2 separate regions of the Zea mays genome follow, and region 1 is linked to region 2. The links are chromatin contacts, called in public Hi-C maps. All regions are on one chromosome and are shown on one strand. Each heading gives the region's core, a stretch centred on a gene start, on an enhancer-like site or on the middle of the called end of the contact. The rest is flanking DNA. Distances are from core to core; before and after follow the strand shown.

Region 1 (5,412 bases), core at 1,972-4,471, 430 kb before region 2:
ACTAACCAGTATGCACAGTGCACAATTCTACTTTCTCCCCCTTTTAAAAAAGAGGAAACATAAGCAAAGAGTATGAAAAGTTGTAGGCGTACTAGAACCATCGCAACACTTTTAAAATGATGGCTCCATAAACTACTGAACGTACTTTGTCTACACATTGCTTTATAAACTTTTTATGTGCATCAAGTGAATATATCTTCAAATCCAGGTCCTTTTCCAGTGCTCTCCTAACGCCTTCAAGAGTCAAGGAGCTGAAAAAGAAAATATCTTGTGTAAGTATAACATTCATCTTACTAAGGCTGAAAAAGTTCAAAGCCATATCTTTCTCTACATTGAAATTCACTTTACAAAATCAACATTGAGCCATGTCACCTCTAAAACTAATAAACTATAACCATCGGATCAACCCAAAAAAATTAACCATGAGATCTGATCCACATAACAGGCTTGCCAAGTATACACCTTTGGGTTAAGATAGTGGAAGTTTTTAAACTGCACATCTCGTTATGAAAATTTGAAAAGGCACACATTCAGCCTTTTCGCAAAAACTCATGTTTTTATAGCACCTTTTTATAATTTACTTTGGATAGCAATCAAATTTTTCAAAAAACTGTATATACTGTGAAAAGACACCTTTCATGAAAGACATGTTTCCATACATGACACTTTTATATAAAAATACTTACAATTTGTTCAAAGATGGTATAAAAATATCAATTAATCCTGCCACAATAAAACAATGGCAATGCGCTAGTTGCAAAGAAAGAGGAATATGATATCGGCCTCCACTTATTCTTGCACAGATTCACATAGGAGCAACACAGTTTCAAATAGGATACAGCATGGCTAACAGATCCATCAATCCCCCACCTCCGTTCATGTGGATTTGGTAGTCCAAAGTTTGCAAACAGATCAAAGTTTTTGTTTGGCTTGTTTTCAGAGATAGAATCAACTCGAAGAACCTGCTCAAGAGAAAAGGCTTCCTGAATGCGGCTAATGATCAGCGTTGTGTCCTTTGTGACTCTATCTGCGAAGAGACAACTTTTCATCTTCTATTTCAATGTCCTTTCAACACTGAATGTTGGCATTATGTGGATATGCAATGGAATCTTGAGCTTGACTTCTTTACAATGTTTGAAGATACGAAAAATGCTTTCGATCGGTGCTTCTTCATGGAAATTGTGGGGGTGGTGATCTGGACAATCTGGAAGCAAAGAAATGACTTCATCTTCAGGAACATTGTTCCTTCCTTCCCTTCCTGGAGAACTTGTTTCAACGACACGTTGAAGCTTTAGATGTTTAGATTTAGTCCTGCGCTTAATTCTCAAATATCATCTTGGCTAAACTCTAGATAGCTGATTCTCCTCTTCCTCTCCGCCTGTAACCTTGTTTTGTGACTTGTTTCTTTTTAATAAAATTTTGTTTCCCACACAACTTTTCTCTTCAAAAAAAAAAAAAAAAAACAGCCCAAGCACTCATCAAGAGGCAAGTACCAAGGTTGTAGACCAAGCAATTATCATACGATGCAAAACAACAATGGCCTCTGTTTTATAAGGCAGTGCCTAGGTGCTAGTACCTAGGCATTGTTCTGCCTAAAGCAATTTAAGACTTTGCTAACAACAATGGCCTCTGTTTTAGAAGGCAGTGCTTAGGAGATAGTAACTACGCATTGTTCTGCCTAAAGCAATTTAAGACTTCGCTAGTATATGAAAGTTTGACTAATTATAGATAGAAAGATAAACTATGGTCACGAACTCACGGATTTCACGAATGCGTGATACATGATATTACTCTTGCATAATTACCTAGGAGACGCTTAGGGTGTGATTGGTTGCCCGTTCAGGCTTAGGTCTGGCTCGATATGGCATGCGGGCTCGATTGGGCCAGTATCCTTACATGGAACCATTGTTGTTTGGTTGTATGCAGGTTGAGATGAGCTTTTGTTTAGTTGACCGTGTAGACTAGCATTTTTATGAAAAAATGATCAACGCGTATACAGTGAAATAATTGGCTCCTGTGAACTAAAACACAGATGCAGAACTTGGGTATAAAATGGTGGAAACCAACAACATGAATTGAAGATAAAGGGGGAAATTCTAAACTCACGTTCTACTGGGAAACAGGATAAGTTCTCAAGCACGGCATATCTGGAATTATAACAGGCAAGGCCTTATACATAAGCACAACTTATAAGGGGCAGTAAACAAGTTAAACCCCCTGAAAAGACAAAATACAGGAGACAATGAATTGAAAGAATAACAACAAAAACTGAAAATGGTTTCGCACCACAGAAAACAGACCTGCCATCTGGCTGCCATCAGAGCATGAAACAATAAGAAGAGATCTCCACCGTTTAAGTGTTTCTTACAGATACAGTTGCCTCTAGCATTGACAGTTGATATCCCGAATTTCCATTTCCTCCTAACCTCTAAAACCCTAGGAGCTGCCAACTGCAACTGAGACGTGCACCACCCGTTCTGAAGACCATGATTCAGGATTCATCATCGCCGCTCGCCTTCATCTCCTACCAGGACAGCAGAAGTAGAAACCCTACCCCCGAGACCGCCCCACTAGCCCAAAACCCTCCCGCAGTGCACGTTTCTCCGCAGCAAGCAACGGCAGACCAAACGTGACCACGAGAAGCGACCTAATTCCATACGCCATAGACCTGAACATTAGAGCGTGCAAACCATAGACGAGGGGCAGGGCGGTCACGCCAGCCTCGGAAGTTGGAGGAAGGGGAGAGAGTGTGCTCACTCGGCCTGCTTCTTGAAGTCTGCGACGCGGGCGCGCATGGCCTTCTCGATCTCCGCCTCCCTCTCTTGCGCCTCCATGGCGGCGGCGGCTTCGTCGTCGGCGCCCATGAGGTGCCGGTGTTGGCCGCCCTGCCGCAGCTGGAACGAGATCCTCTGACGTTGGGGACCGCGGCTGGCCCCGTCGCTCGTGGTCGCCTCCGTTTGCTACTGATGCCGTTTTCAAGTCTCGGCGTAAACACTCCAATTGCTGCCGCCTGCCGGTACTGTGTGATCTTGAGGGACTCGCGGTCACGTTGGGTCTGGATCTGGACTCATCCGGGTCGGACGACTCACATGGGCCTGGGCTGAGCTGGACCGGGCGGTCATATCACGCTGTGGGATTGGTGGCCCGATTGCTTTTGCTTCTCCCCAGCGCCCACCTTGTATACCTGGGCGTAGCCTTGGAGGTTAATTACAACTTCCCACAGATAGATTCCGCGGGCTGCGAGCATCCCCCACCTCATCGGCCCCCGCGTGCGGCGGCGGGCGACTCTACCTGACCTGGCCTGCGTCCTCCCGCTTTCCAGCCAGCAAGCCAGACTCCGCCCCTCTCCGAAGGCTCCGATCGTCTGGTTTCGTCCAGATCCGGCTCCGCTGAGGCTCTAGATCGCGTCGCGCACGATGCAACGCGACCTGTCGCGGTCGCTGTCTCCGCCGCGCCGGCGTCGGCGGTCGCCATCACCCGAGCGGTACCGCGGCCGGAGGGGCCGTAGGGACCGAAGCCCTAGCCGTAGCAGGTCCCCCTATCGCCCCTCGTATAGGTGACCACATCTCCCGACACACGCCACAGAAATCTGGCGAGTCTTCGTTTTATTTTTTTGGGGTTTGTACTGTAAAAAATTTGAGGCGATGCTGATCGCCTTCATTCGAATTTTGTACTATAGCTTGGTTTGTGACTGTTAGAGGTGGATAGTGTGGTAGTATATTGTGCCATATCATACTTGAATTAAATATGATTATGAACGTCAAATTTCATAACACCATGATTTCTGATTTCCAAGGGGAAAATGATTTGGATGCTTTTGCATTACAGAATTAAAATAAAAATGCTTCGATGCAGCATGGAATATATCAGCAGATGAAGCTTAGATATAGTTATGCCATGTTTTGCATTACCTGCCTATACAGACTAACAAGAGTTGTTTTCGTAAAACGCATGGAATCTACAAAGATTTTACTCTGTGCTGTATTGCTGTGGAATGCTCTACCCCTGTAACAGTGTCTAAGGTAACTGCTTTTGCCCATGTTTTAGGGCTTCAAGAGATAATGGTAATTCCTTGTCTATTGTTGTGATGATCCTAATTTTATCCTTACAGTGCTCATCTTTGTCTTGCAGAAGGAGGAGCCCTTTCCCATCCCCGAGAAGGCGTGAGAGCTGTTCTCCATCTCCTAGGAGGCGCAATAGTCCACCTCCATCACGGAAGCGTTACAGAAGAAAGAGCAGTCCGAGTGTCATTAGCTCTCCAGTTACTGCATCTCAAAGTTCCCACCTTGGGTTGGAAGAGAATAAGAATGCTATTGATACGCAAAGGCTACAAGAAGAAAAGAAAAGGTGGGAAGTATCTGCTTTACTATGCAGTCTACATTATTTTTTCCTACAGAGTCAAATGTTTACTGTTGCACCCTTTGCATAACTCTTCTGTGATGCTAACAATGAAATTGTGCTGATTTAGTTGCTATTTGCACTGGAATGTGTCACAAGGTCAGCTCTATTTGACAATCTGTTGTCCATCTGTTTTCCAGAGTACATATGTGCAATATTATTTTGGATTTTGCAAGTATTACAGATATAAATACGACTTGAATATCTGACAGCTGTGTGTGAATCACTTAGGTTATATGAGACGATTGTGGCTTAAGGTGCAAGTTTAAATTCAGTAGTTGCGTCTGTATTCCTTGAAATTGCAGCTTTACGTACAGCTACCCCAAAAAAATCATCTATGGTTAACACACTGCAACATATCTTTTTTTTCTCGAATTACACAGGAGAGTTGCGTGTCATTTCATTTAAGAAGAAAAAGATACAACACCCGAGGGGTGGAAAGAAGCCCCCCCCCTCCCCGCAACACATCACCAAAAGGTAACATACGCGCCACGCACTAAACCTAAAAGAACGACCACACAGGGCTGCTCAGGCTTCCAGCCTTGGCTTCCTGCTGAGCAGCTCATGGAGGGCCGTGTTTGTGGCCATACACTAGAGCTCACTCTCCTCTGCTACTTCCTGACACACCAAGGAAATACTAGGACTAAGACCCTCAAAACGCACACATTCCTATGTCTCCAAATTGTCCAAGCAACAAGAATGATTAGAGAAATCCTTTTCTCTTCTACTTTGGCACTTTGTTGACTGCACATCCCCACCAGCGAGCAAAATTTCTCAATTTGTGGAGCAGCGGCCTGCAGTCCAACAAAACAGAGGATTTTGGTCCAAGTCTCCCGGGAGAAGACGCAAGACACTATAATGTGTTGAGCTGACTCATCTTCCTGGTCACAAAGGAGGCAGACACTAGGATGTGGCAACCCATGTTTCAGCAAGCGATCCGTCGTCCAAACTCTGTTCTTGATTGCCAGCCATATGAAGAATTTGCACCGGAGAGGTGCCCAAGTTTTCCAAGTA
Region 2 (6,233 bases), core at 1,570-4,069:
ACAATGGACCGCCGGCAGAAGTGGTCTGTACTCACCAGGAACCAATAGGGAAACAACGTTGCAGAATTGTCAATGTCGCAGGCGACCTCCCATTCGACGACGTCGGAGCACCTAGTTTATCAACCTAAGTTCCAATCCTATCAACTAGCCTATATTCTAAACTAACAATGGTAAAGATTGCAACTTAAGTAAACAATAAATGTGGAAGCTTAAAGACAAAGGAAGAGATGCAAACTTCCATTGATGCGACCGAAGTATCTAGAACCATGCAAGGTTCTAACTAATCCTTGTTGGTGGCCCTACACAAAGGGAAGCCCACGTGACGGCCAAGCGCCCGGTCTGTAAATCCGTAGAGAGCCATGCACCTTCTCCACGTGCAAGTGATGCTTCGCTTCCAGCCTCCTCTCGAACGCTCTCCACCGTCTTCACTATCGAGCTTCCGGCCAAAATGTCGTGGGCCTCGCTCCCTCAGGTACACGATGGCGGCCACACCACAATCGAGGTTGGTGCGGTCTCGCAAGACGTCGCCCCACTCGGTACAATTATAACTGCTCACGCAAGAGCTAAGGGGGTTAATTTGTGGGTTGTTCTCACCTCACTCAATCAACTAGGACTAAACCTAGAGCAAGCACAATAGTGGTCTAACTAATCTAAACACTTCACAAAGCACCTATGCTAATCATCGAGTGATTCTATTAAGCACTTGGGTGTATGGAGCAATGGACATGTGTATCAACTCACTAGCAATGTCGTTCAGCTCTCCACACCTTCAAATGGCTACTAGGAGGGGGTATATATAGTGCCCCACTTCAAATGGTTGTTGGACAAAGCAGACTTCTCTGTGTTGCATCGGACCGAGGTCCGGTGCCCTCCACATCAGCTAGTTGTTGGTCTCCTGGCAGATTCTCTGCACTATAGCAGAGGTCTGGTGCAACGGATCCAAGGTTCGGTGACCAGGTGACTGTTGGACTAGCCGTTGTCGACTGTTGGTCGAGGTTCGGTGACCAGGTGACTGTTGGACTAGCCGTTGTCGACTGTTGGTCGAGGTTCGGTGCATTGGACCCGACGTTCTATGTGCCTGTAGGCCAAGTGCCCGAAAAGTGCTCTCTAGGAAACTGGTCCGGCGCACCACCAGATCGGTCCAATGCACCCAAAAGCAGCCCACTTCTTCATTTTTTGGGCTCTTCTAGGCTTGTGTCTTGGATATGTGCTAGATACTTGAAGATCTTCTGTGGGTTTTCTAGTGTCTTTTTCGAGGTGTTGCTTCCTCAATGTTTTAGTTCAAGTCTACTTCGCATCCTGTGAACTATACATAAACACTTGCAAACACATTAGTTCATAGGTTATATTGATCATCAAACATCAAAATCAATTAGTCAAATGGATCAAGGTCAATTTTTCTTACTCTACCTTCGGAATTCCTTCTAGAATATGAATATTAGATGGGGTGCTGTAGAAGGGGGAACTGGAACTGGAATTGGTAGCATTCCATCTTAGAATTGAGGAAAGCGGAACAGATCTAGTCAACGCCCACATATTATACCTTCAAAACGATGAATGTCTTCACATTTCACCAACTAGCCAATTTAATCTTGAGAACAATTAAGCTTATCAGATATCTATTGTCGCCGCATGTTGGAATAATAACTCCTAGACATGAATAAACAAATACTTCTGACACAGACCCAGCAACTTAAGATTTAGTTGGTAGCCAGATGACCAAGTAAGACCTGAACTCTTACTGGGCTAGCATAGGGCAGGACATGGACCTCTTGGAGCAAGAAAAAGGGAGATTGGAGATGGAGCATGTGATGCCAGGCTAGATTAGAGCATCTCCAACAATGCCTCAAACTGGTGCCTCAAATTAAAATATAGGGTTCTACACAGGAAAAACTACTCCAACAGTGCCCCATTTCATAAAATTTTGTCAAAAAATTATAGGGCACCCTCTCAAGTGACTCAAATATACTACACCGTAGTGGTCTGCTCTATAATCTAGATTTGGGGCTTTACTGTTGGAGCGGGGTGTTTTGTTGGTGCCCTAAATTCTATAAAATATACTCATTTTCAAATTATAGGACATTTTTATAGGTCACGTTGTTGGAGATGCTCTTATGGCGGGATTTATAGCGACACGAGAGCCACTCCACAGTATTTATAGCTAGATTATGGTCTAACCCTAAGCGATCGAGCGTAGTTTGCCTCTGGTGGCGAGATAAGGGTTACCCAGATGCTAGCATCATTATCCCTCTCTATTTGTTAGGTGAGACAGGGTGAGAGGAACAAACCTACGTGCTTCGTGCGAGGCACGACGGTAAAAACTCGTGCTTTGGAGTAGAAATAAAATACTTAAGTTACTATCAATTCATGAACTCAGTACTACCTTGGTCGTGAATCTTGTAATGGCTACTGCAGACCAACACATGGAGAACATCAACCTCGGAAATATGAAGCGATTTCAATTCAGAGAGCTCCAGGCTGCAACAGAAAACTTTTGCAGCGAGAACATATTAGGAAAAGGTAGGTTTGGTGCCGTTTACCGGGGGCAGCTCCGAGATTGAAGTATTGTAGTCAGTCATTAAGAGGCTAGAAGATGGTAATGCTGCAGGTGGGGAAGTATTGTTTCAGATTGAACTCGAGATGATCAGCTTGGCAGTGCACAGGAACCTGCTCAGACTCTATGGATGCTGCATGACCGTCAACGACAGGCTACTGATGGAATTCCATTTTTCCACTGTGCACGGACGACTGTACCACCCTGCCCTTCGCCACGAAGAAAACGAAGCCACTGGAACCCAGCGCGGAGGGAGCGGCCAGAAAAGTGACCTGTCTGCGTCTCACTCCATTCTGCTTCGTTCCCTTCCTCTCCACCCCCACCCGCCTGTCATCCCCCGTGCAGAAAATCCACCCGCCCCATGTCGCCGTCGTGGCCACTCATGCGGGAGATCTGCCCGCTGCGCGTTTTCCCGACTTGCAGCGGTCGCACCTCGCCGTACGCCGTCGCGCTCACCGTGCTGCTCCTTATCTCTGTCGCCCTCCTCGCGCTCATAGCCTTTGGTGTATTCTTGCTCCACGTGTTGGGGGCAGCGGAGGGGGATTGCGTGCGTAGGGAGGATGATGCCGCCGGTGGAGGAGGTGTGACTGCTCTACCGTGGGGAATATAATGAGGTGCGTAGGGATCAAATGAGATTTGGAAGGCAGTTGGACCACTGTGCGTGGGCCCTGTTCACGCACAGAAGAGGATCTAGTTCCGAAGTGCATAGGTTAGTTGAGATTTTATAATGATTTTTCCCAAAAATGTTGGCGAGGGAGACAGGAACAGATCTAACACGGGAGAAAATTAGATTTATGCTACCATGCTGAAAACTGGTTCGTGAGACAAATGTGAGAGAAATGGATTTACGCGCTTTGTGTGTGACGCACGACGATGGTACAAACTATAGAAACGATGAAAACTAATGTTTTATAGGAATATATAGAAGAGATATGCTATTATTATCAAATACTTTTGATATACCCAGCAGCTTAAACTGGAAGAGTGAAGGACTGAATTGGATTAAACCAAATAGTAGTCCACCTTCTATTTTACCCGTTTAGATGGCCTATGATTAAACTGTAGATGATTAAATTTAAGTGCATTGGTCCAAGCAGATCCTTAGGCATGCTGTGTAATGAATTTCATTTCCATTTTGCACATTTGGATAGAAGTGTTTCTTAAATAAATAAAAAACTCGACTTACAATGGATAAGACCAAGGCTCGACATTTTGATTCGGGTGCTATTGTCATTTCACATATTCGTGAATTTACCGAGCAGGATGTTTCTTCTAACAGTTCAGAGTGCTTTCCTGAGAGATGATTACTTTTTTTTGCCTTCCGCTAAACTATGCTAAGCTTCAAATGTTAAAGCACAAATCTTATACTGTTACTCTCAGCTTTGTTGTACAGAACCAATACATCAAGTCACATAACTACTTTGGCCTAACGAGTAATAATTGGCATGTACACATAGAACAACTTAGGCACTTGTTACCAAAAAGCTACAATTTTGTTGAAAATATACCTACTATTTAGGGACCAGGTTCTGTGATACCAAATGCCAAAATAGTTGAACTATTATTAATTATTAGATGAGGAGTCCAGGTGCATAACAACAACAAAAAAGCTCACACGTTCAACTATTAATTATTAGATGAAGAGTCTATATATAAGGTTACGTGCAACTCCGAGCTAGAGATGTCAATAGTAAATTCCCCAACAGGTTATACCATCTCATACTCATCTTCATCATGTTTGATCTGTCTCCATACCCATCCTTATACCCATCATGAGTTCATCACGTACCCATACCTATTCGGGTTTCGGGTCCTCAATGGGTCCCCATCCTCAATTAAGGGATAACTAGGTATTAACAGGTAGCACAAACTATCTAGATTTTAGACATCACCACATCGGCAAGCACTCATCCATGAACCATGATCCATTTATCTATCCATCAAAAAAGAAATAAGTACTTCGGGACCGATAGAAAAAATGGAGAAATGGAGTTTGCTCACCTTCCTTCTTGGTCACCATCTGAGTTCGTTGGTGCCTGAGAATCTATGGTCGTCACCGTCATCTGGGCAGGGCGTAGCATATGACTGGTTATTTTAGGATTTTGTTTTTTTCTAGTCTGCTAGTTGCCTTGCCGTTTTGCCTTGTTGGGGACCTAGGGCCTGGTGCGCTGTTGCGCTAGGCTTGGTGGCCGGCTCGGCCTCGACTCATTCATACAAACACGACAGGTGTACACGTATGAAATACTCATGGGTAATCGGGTTCAGATTATTGCTTCCTGAACCCATACCTGTTTACCCAATGGGTAGAGATTTTGTCCAATATTCATACTCATGGGGACAATTTTTGTCCTATACCCGTACCCTAATAGGGGAATTTCCCACGGGTTAGCGGGTATCGGGTCCCCATTGACATCTCTACTCCAAGCCTTTGGACCGGTTTTCAAAATACTAGAAACAGTTAAGAGACTGCATAATACAACCCTAAGACAGAAGATAATAAATGCAATAAAGACATAATATGTATAGAAAGTCATGTAAAGACAAATTCTTCGCAAAGAATCCATCTCTTGATTTTTTTTTCTCACTTAGCCCACTATATACATTTCGAGAGACCCTTCATTTAATTAATTAAATTGTACATGCCCTTTGGATACGTGTACGGATGGGTCCAGTGCATTGGATACATTCTCCCTATATAAAAATACTTGTAGTTCCGTGATTTTTTTCAACTATTATAGTTATTGTCAATGTCACAATCTGTTTGAATAGATTTACAACAAATATTAACTCTGACCAATTGGTCAAAAATTCCTAATGTTTTATTGTCAAACAAATGGTCTATTGTTAACGCCATCCCTAGTTCCCTATCTACTCGAGCAATATTTTGATAGTTCATGTCAAAAAAACCTAGAAGAATTTTGAAATGTAATCTATTGTCAGGTACATCTGAACTAGGTCCTCTGAGCTTCCTGATTTCATGTTTCATACTTGCATTGCACCTGAATTTAGCAATTATGCATCAGACACTCATCCTATTGATGTTAGCGAATGTAGAAAACTGCAATGTGTCTGTGGAGCATTCTCCTGAAAAAATTGGCAGGAAAACATCACAAAGAAGATAATTTGAGAAGGATTTATTTTAGCACTGCAAGAATGGGGACTTTGGTGCTCAAGGGAATACCAGTTCGTGTATAGCATTGAAGTATGCTTGTAATGTTGACAATTTTGGCGGACCTTTTCCTAAAGCAGTAGTGTGTATGGGCTTGCTTTGGCCTGCCAGAGCCTGACTGCCAATACCAACATAACGAAGAGTCATCCATCACAGATGAATCAAAGAGCCAAGACTGATTTCTCTGATAGATCATTCTCTTCAAGCATGGACATATTGTCCCCTTTCATGGTGGGCAGCAGAAGCCTTCAGTTCTTATGAAATAGTAACAATAATCTAGTACTTCACAAGGGCTGGTATTACAGTATAGCAGTCCGATAAGCAATGGAAAAGCCAGTTCAGAAGTAGGGTATCTGGCAAATTCACGAGGAGTTCAGCCTGTAGAAAAGAGTACAATTGTCAAAAAGGCGACCCATACAGAAACATATTTTTCTCGGATGACGAATGAAGACATGTGTCATTTCATTAAGGGGATGAGATAAAATATTTTCAAATGGTATAAAATGGAAA

The links. Hi-C and Micro-C count contacts between places; a contact is called where the count stands out from the background.
Region 1: a contact with region 2 is called in a Hi-C map of tassel, with 1.8 times the contacts expected there. The contact joins the promoter of LOC100286281 here to the enhancer-like site in region 2. A contact is called at or near these places in 2 of 25 Hi-C or Micro-C datasets (leaf and tassel).

Annotation. Positions count from the first base shown.
Region 1 is chr2:231,105,424-231,110,835 of Zm-B73-REFERENCE-NAM-5.0, reverse strand. LOC100286281 (virulent strain associated lipoprotein) reads left to right here and starts at 3,221. Exons shown (of 3, transcript NM_001165736.1): 1 at 3,221-4,347. The coding sequence starts at 4,088. It overlaps LOC100278623, which reads right to left and starts at 3,031. Exons shown (of 9, transcript NM_001357827.1): 1 at 2,758-3,031; 2 at 146-251. The coding sequence starts at 2,864.
Region 2 is chr2:230,672,022-230,678,254 of Zm-B73-REFERENCE-NAM-5.0, reverse strand. LOC103648038 (ATP-dependent DNA helicase chloroplastic) reads right to left here. Exons shown (of 15, transcript XM_008672544.4): 14 at 5,736-6,101; 15 at 5,210-5,638. The coding sequence ends at 6,000. Among protein-coding and RNA genes, the nearest start is that of LOC100383197, 11 kb to the left of the region's middle. Within about 2 kb of position 2,819, at least 17 of the 20 cell types and tissues checked have an H3K27ac peak or open chromatin away from gene starts, as enhancers often do. A contact at or near this core is called in leaf and tassel, where this site is marked.